Linked DNA regions of Rattus norvegicus: region 2 is linked to region 1. The links are chromatin contacts, called in public Hi-C maps. All regions are on one chromosome and are shown on one strand. Each heading gives the region's core, a stretch centred on a gene start, on an enhancer-like site or on the middle of the called end of the contact. The rest is flanking DNA. Distances are from core to core; before and after follow the strand shown.

Evidence for each region. A called contact is a pair of places that touch in the nucleus more often than the background predicts.
Region 2: a contact with region 1 is called in a Hi-C map of liver, with 1.8 times the contacts expected there. The contact joins the promoter of Prex1 here to the enhancer-like site in region 1. A contact is called at or near these places in 4 of 12 Hi-C or Micro-C datasets (Schwann cells, liver and prefrontal cortex).

Annotation. Positions count from the first base shown.
Region 1 is chr3:175,784,353-175,787,121 of GRCr8, forward strand. The region is part of intron 5 of Prex1 (phosphatidylinositol-3,4,5-trisphosphate-dependent Rac exchange factor 1); the gene reads right to left. Among named protein-coding and RNA genes, the nearest start is that of Rnu6-760, 76 kb to the right of the region's middle. Within about 2 kb of position 1,384, at least 9 of the 93 cell types and tissues checked have an H3K27ac peak or open chromatin away from gene starts, as enhancers often do. A contact at or near this core is called in liver, where this site is marked.
Region 2 is chr3:175,874,351-175,877,119 of GRCr8, forward strand. It overlaps Prex1 (phosphatidylinositol-3,4,5-trisphosphate-dependent Rac exchange factor 1), which reads right to left and starts at 1,414. Exons shown (of 40, transcript NM_001135718.2): 1 at 1,106-1,414. The coding sequence starts at 1,309.

The sequences.
Region 1 (2,769 bases), core at 134-2,633:
AGGAAACATGGTGAATGACAAGAGATGGCAGGTGACTGGGGTCGGGGGTGGTCACAGAACAGGGAGATGGGCAGGCCACAGAGGTGGCCACAGACCCTGGTTGCCCCAGCTTTCTTAGTGAAATGGACAGGGGGAAATGCCCCCTGGGGCTCGTGCATGGCTCAGTGATAACCACTTGTCTTACGTATGTGTTCAAGGCTCACCCTGAATAAACGAACAGGCCTCTCGCCCAGAGGACACAAGACAGAGTGCATAAAGCATCCAGCCCAGCTGCCATCAGTTGACCCTTGTCTCAGACACAGGCAGGAACGTTATCAGGGCTGGACAGTGTTTTCCAGGGACGTGGCTCCATGAAGACCAGGCTAGCCTCACACTTGTCATTGAAGAATCCTAAACTCCTGACCCTCCGGCCCCTGCATCCTGAGAGCTGGGATTAAAGGCGTGTGTCACCACGGTCAGTTTGTGCAGTGCCGAGGGCAGAAGTCAGGGCTTCCTGCATCCTAGTCTATCACTCTACCAACTCACCTCCTGGCCGATCTCAACCAAAAGATCCCAGTCAGCCATCACCAGGTGTGGTAGGTGAGCCGTGGAGGAGGCTCAGGGGCCAGCAGCGGTGGTGATGATGCTGAGGTGACAGTGCCTGTGCCAGGCCCTCGACTTCCTCAGTCAGGGCACTAGGACAGCATCAGAGAAGTTTCCTGAACCAGACACCCCACCCACCAGACAGCCCCGGCTTTGCCACCATACCCTTCTCTATTTCCTGTGTTCACAGTCAATGTCCCCTGCCTCTCCTGCACGGGTACCAGCGTGGCTCTGGCCACTAACTGGATAAGCACGGGTCAGTCCCTCCTCAGCCTCAGCCTCACCCTGAGTCCCCTGGCTTGGCTTGAAAGACAGGTCATAGGCTATCTAGCAAAGGAAACTGGTGGCAGCCAAAGCCACTGGGGGGGAGGGGCTGGGATCTAAACTCAGAGCCACCAGCTTGCTCAGGACAACAAGGGATCAACCAAGCACCAGCCACACTTTGGTCATCCCCCACCCCACCCCCCGCAAAAGTCCCAGGGGGCCAGAATGGCCGGCAGCTTATTCACAGACAGCACCTGTCTCCTATCCCTTACGGCCTGAGCTGGAAGTTCAGCCACTCTCAGAGCGGTCCCCACAGGCAGCCAATGCTGGGCACTCAGAAGGAGGAAAGGCTCAGTTCCCTTTCCCAGCTGACTGCCCCTACCCCTATTTCTGCCTGAGGTCAGCAATGAGGGTGGGAACAGAAACTAAGCATAAAGGACAAGCTGGTAACGGGCCAAGCTGCAGGGGAAGTGCAGACTTTGGTGTCTCTGGCCACAGGGGAGTGTTGGCCCCACGCCACGAAGTTCCAAGAACCAAGAGCCACCCTTGTGCGTGCTTCCTCTAGGTACTCTCGTCAAGCTCTTAGGGGTGCGGAGTGCGGCAGAAGAGAACTGAGCAGCGGAGAGAACCCCACGATGTATAGACTTGTTCACTTTCAACCGTGAAGGGCACTCCTGGGAAAGGAGGCCCGGGCGGTGCATCGGAGTGCAACATCAAACCAGGCCACTTCCTTACCAAGTGCTAACTCAGTGGGCTGAATTCCAAATGGAAGAACCAAGACCGTACAACCGAGGGAAGAGAACAGAGAAGGAAGCCCTTGTGATCTAGGTCAGGCGATGTGGTCTCAGACACACTCACACGTAAAGCAGCCTGGATCATGACTGGATCAGAGCCATCATGTCCCCAAGGACACGTCCCAAAGGCAGGAAGGAGAGATGGCGGAACCATGTCCAAACTAGCCAAAAAAAAAAAAAAAAGACAATCCAGGGCTGAGGGGCAGGCAGCTCAGTGGGTAAAGCATTTGCCTTGCAAGAGAGAGAACCTGATTGTGGACCCTCAGAGCCCATCTAAAAAACCAGGCATAGCATATGCACCTATAAGCCCAGAGATGGTGAGGTGGGAGGCAGAGACAGGTAGATCCCTAGAAGAAGGACCAGTGAGAGTTCTGTCTCAAACAAAAGACAGAAGGTACCTAATGACAGACACAAGGGCCTTTTGACCTCCATACATACACCATGCATGCATGGTACATGCATATGCATACATGAATGAATGAATGAATGAATGAATGAATGAATGATAAGGAAGTGAAGTGTGGGGGCGGGAGAGGGTCCAAATGTGCAGTTTAACAACTGCTGCTCTTCCAAAGAACCTGAGTTCACTTCCAAGTGACTCCAGCTCCCAGGAATCTGGCCCCTCTGGCAACCACATTCACGTGCATGTGGACTCACACACACAGACACACACACACACACACACACACACACACACACACACACACAGAGGTAAAATAAAATAATTCTTTAAAAAATAAAATTGGTTTAGAGAGGCAGTCAGAGGGATGTCTCATCAAAGGAGGCGGCTTCTGCACCCAACCCCGTTTGATCCCTGGGACCTACGACCTACATGGTAAATGGTGAGAAATCCCTGTTGAATTCAGAACTCAGCCGAACTCAGGTTTCTCTGGGTAAAGGCAGAACAGAACCAGGGTCCAAGGAGACAGACTGCCATCCTGAAAACTCAGGGACCCACACCCAAAGTGACATTGCTGTGTGAACCTACGGGGCCCAAAGAGGTATTTCTGAGAGGAACTCCGAGCTGTTTGCTAAGCACCTCGGGAGAATGGTGACCACTGGGTCTCACTAGAGTTCCAGGGGTCCAGGAGTCAGATGCAGGGGACAGCGGCTGGGTGGAGTTAATTAC
Region 2 (2,769 bases), core at 164-2,663, 90 kb after region 1:
CAGCTTCAAGCTCTGGCCGATTCTCTCTCTCTTCTCTTCTCTTCTCTTCTCTTCTCTTCTCTTCTCTTCTCTTCTCTCTCTCTCTCTCTCTCTCTCTCTCTCTCTCTCTCTCTCTCTCCCCCCCCCCCACACACACACACACACACACAACTGTAAGAGAGGAAGAGATGGAAAAGAAAGCCACCCTGTCTTATTCTCACAGGCCTTTCCAGAAGGATCCTTGGGCCAAACGTCTTTCAATGCTTCTACACAGCGTGCCCCCCTTCGTACTCCCTCCTCCCGGAGTGGGAACCCCCGACCTCACACAGACTCCCCTGCATCCTTAAGCCACTGAATGTCTCTTTCTCCCAAATGTAGAGAACTCCAGTGTGATTTGGGGAGTGGAGGGGGTCTCTGAAACACACACACACACACACACACACACACACACACACACACACACACACACACGCCTTCCTGAATCAGGGCTAAGACTTCCTCCAACCCAAGAAGGGAGTTAAAGCGGCCCCAGCAGGAGGCACGGAGATTAAAGCCCTCAGGTCTCCAAGACCAGCCCATCTCACCCCCTCCAGTTTTCTCACTTCCTAGGAGGGTAGGGAAGTGGCCCCTTCCTCATTCTCACTAGAGACACCAGGGCAACTACGCAACGGTGTTTAAAGCCCCCGCGGGGCTGCCCTGGGTCACCGCCTTGCATCCAACCCCACGGCCTGCAGTACTATCCAGAGCAAGGGACTCAACCTCTCTAGAGCCGAACTCTTCCCTGATCTTAAGGATCAGAAAATATAAGTGCCGTACTGATGAGCCCATTAACGGGACAGCCTGATGATACCGGTGTAAGGTGCGTGGTACACGGACGCACTCGGATGCTGTTTTGCAGTCTAAGGCTGTAGCTCTGCAATTCGAGCTGGGGTAAGGCTCCAGAGCCCAGAGGTCCCCGATGCAGCTAAGGAGCCCCTGTCCGGGCTTCTCCCTTCACTGGCCCCCCAGCGGGGCGGCCCCGGGCAGCGGCCCCGCGGATGTAACCATTTTCAAACTATGCACAAGGCGGGGAACCACAGACAAAAGCGCAGCGCGGGCCGGCCGGCCACAGGTGGCGGGAGCTCACCGACTGCAGGAAACGCAAGGTGCCCACGTAGTCGCGCTCGGTGGCCAGGATCTCGTTGAGTACGCACAGACGGAGGCGCAGCTGGCGCTCCGAGTCGCGGGCGGCCGCGCATGGCCCGGAGCTGGGACCGCGAGCATCGGGATGCGCACCGTCCCCGCCTGGGTCCCCGCCGCCATCGCCACTACCGCTGCCGGGCGCCTCCATCGCCGCGCGGCGCCCGAACTTCCCGCGCCGAGGTCGCGCCGCGGCTCAGGCGTCCGGGCTCCGCATCCCGGACAGGCGCCGCTCAGCGGGCCCGGGGCAGGCGGAGCGGGGGCGGAACTTGGGCGGAGCCATAGCAAAATGGGGCGGAGCCTTGGTGGAGAGGGCGGGGAGTTGGGCGGGTAAGGAGGCGGGGTTAATTTGCGAGAGGGCGGGGGGGGGTCCCTGTAGAAAATGGACGGGGTTGGGGCGGGACCTTATGAAAAAACTGGGCGGGGCCTAATGGAGAATAGAAGGAGCTAGGGCGGAGGCTTGTGGTATTGGGCAGGGATTGGGCGGAGCCACCACCCGGCTGCCAGGGAGCGTCAGCCAAGAGCCGGTTCGTGCGTGCGCCGCACAGGCAGAGTTCGGAGCGGGAGACGCGTCGCTTCGGACGCCCCTCAGGTCCTGGCTCTGCTTAGTCTATAGGCCAAGACTCATTGAGTAGGTCTGCAAGAGCAGCTCGCGCCACCCACGCGTAGGAAGCGCCCAGTGGGTGATCTGTAGGGGTCGGATCAGCGACCACCACGCGCATCGCCTGACGCCCAGAAGAGCTGTTCGACGCTCCCACCGACAGGGCCGCTTATGCCCTGGGCCTGCGGCGACCTTGAAGAACTCTGGATGCATCTTTTTCCTCCCTTCTGTTTCTTTCCCTCGGAGCTCTGCGCTTACTGTCCCAGCGCTCCCCATCCCTAAGCAGAGGTGCCCGTTTGGATGATCTCTACAAGAGGCAGCCCTCATACCCACCTGAGATAAGGCCAAAATGGGAATTTTGCTACCAGCCGGCAGGCTGCTCAGTGTGACCTTGATCTTGCAAACTTTCAGCTAACGTTCTCACCCCGCCCCCCTTTACAGTAGAGTGTGGACCCTCGATAGGCACTGGGATCCCTTCAGCTTCTAGGATTCAGCCACTCACCGATGACCTTGTTAGCATCTCCACTCCGCCTAAAGCCTAAAGGTTTGCCTCAACGTACAATGGAAAGAACAGCAACACCTAACTTTTTAGGGACCATAGACCCTGGAAAGGGATTTTAACAACCTAGAAAGTCTTATCTCTGCTCTTAATTATTCCTGCCTTTGTCAACTGCCCTCTTGACCCCGCCTCTAAACTGCATGTTCAGACCCTACCTGCCCCGCCTCAGATCTATTATCTCCTATGGAGTCAGTCCCTGTTTCACGAAATAACCTCTCTAGAGTGTCATCATCTCTGGGGCAGGAACATTATCGCCTATTTACTTCCCTTCGAAATGCCTGGAATAGTTCTCTAGGGCCTTGGAGTAAAACAGTCTTTTGTGCAAGGTTAGAAGAGACTGTGGTAGCTGCTGCCTTGTTCCTTTGGGGCCTTGGGCACAGTGACATTTGACGTGGGCTTTGGCATGAGCGAGGTTTTCTGGGTATATGGATATAAAGTGGTGAGCCCATCA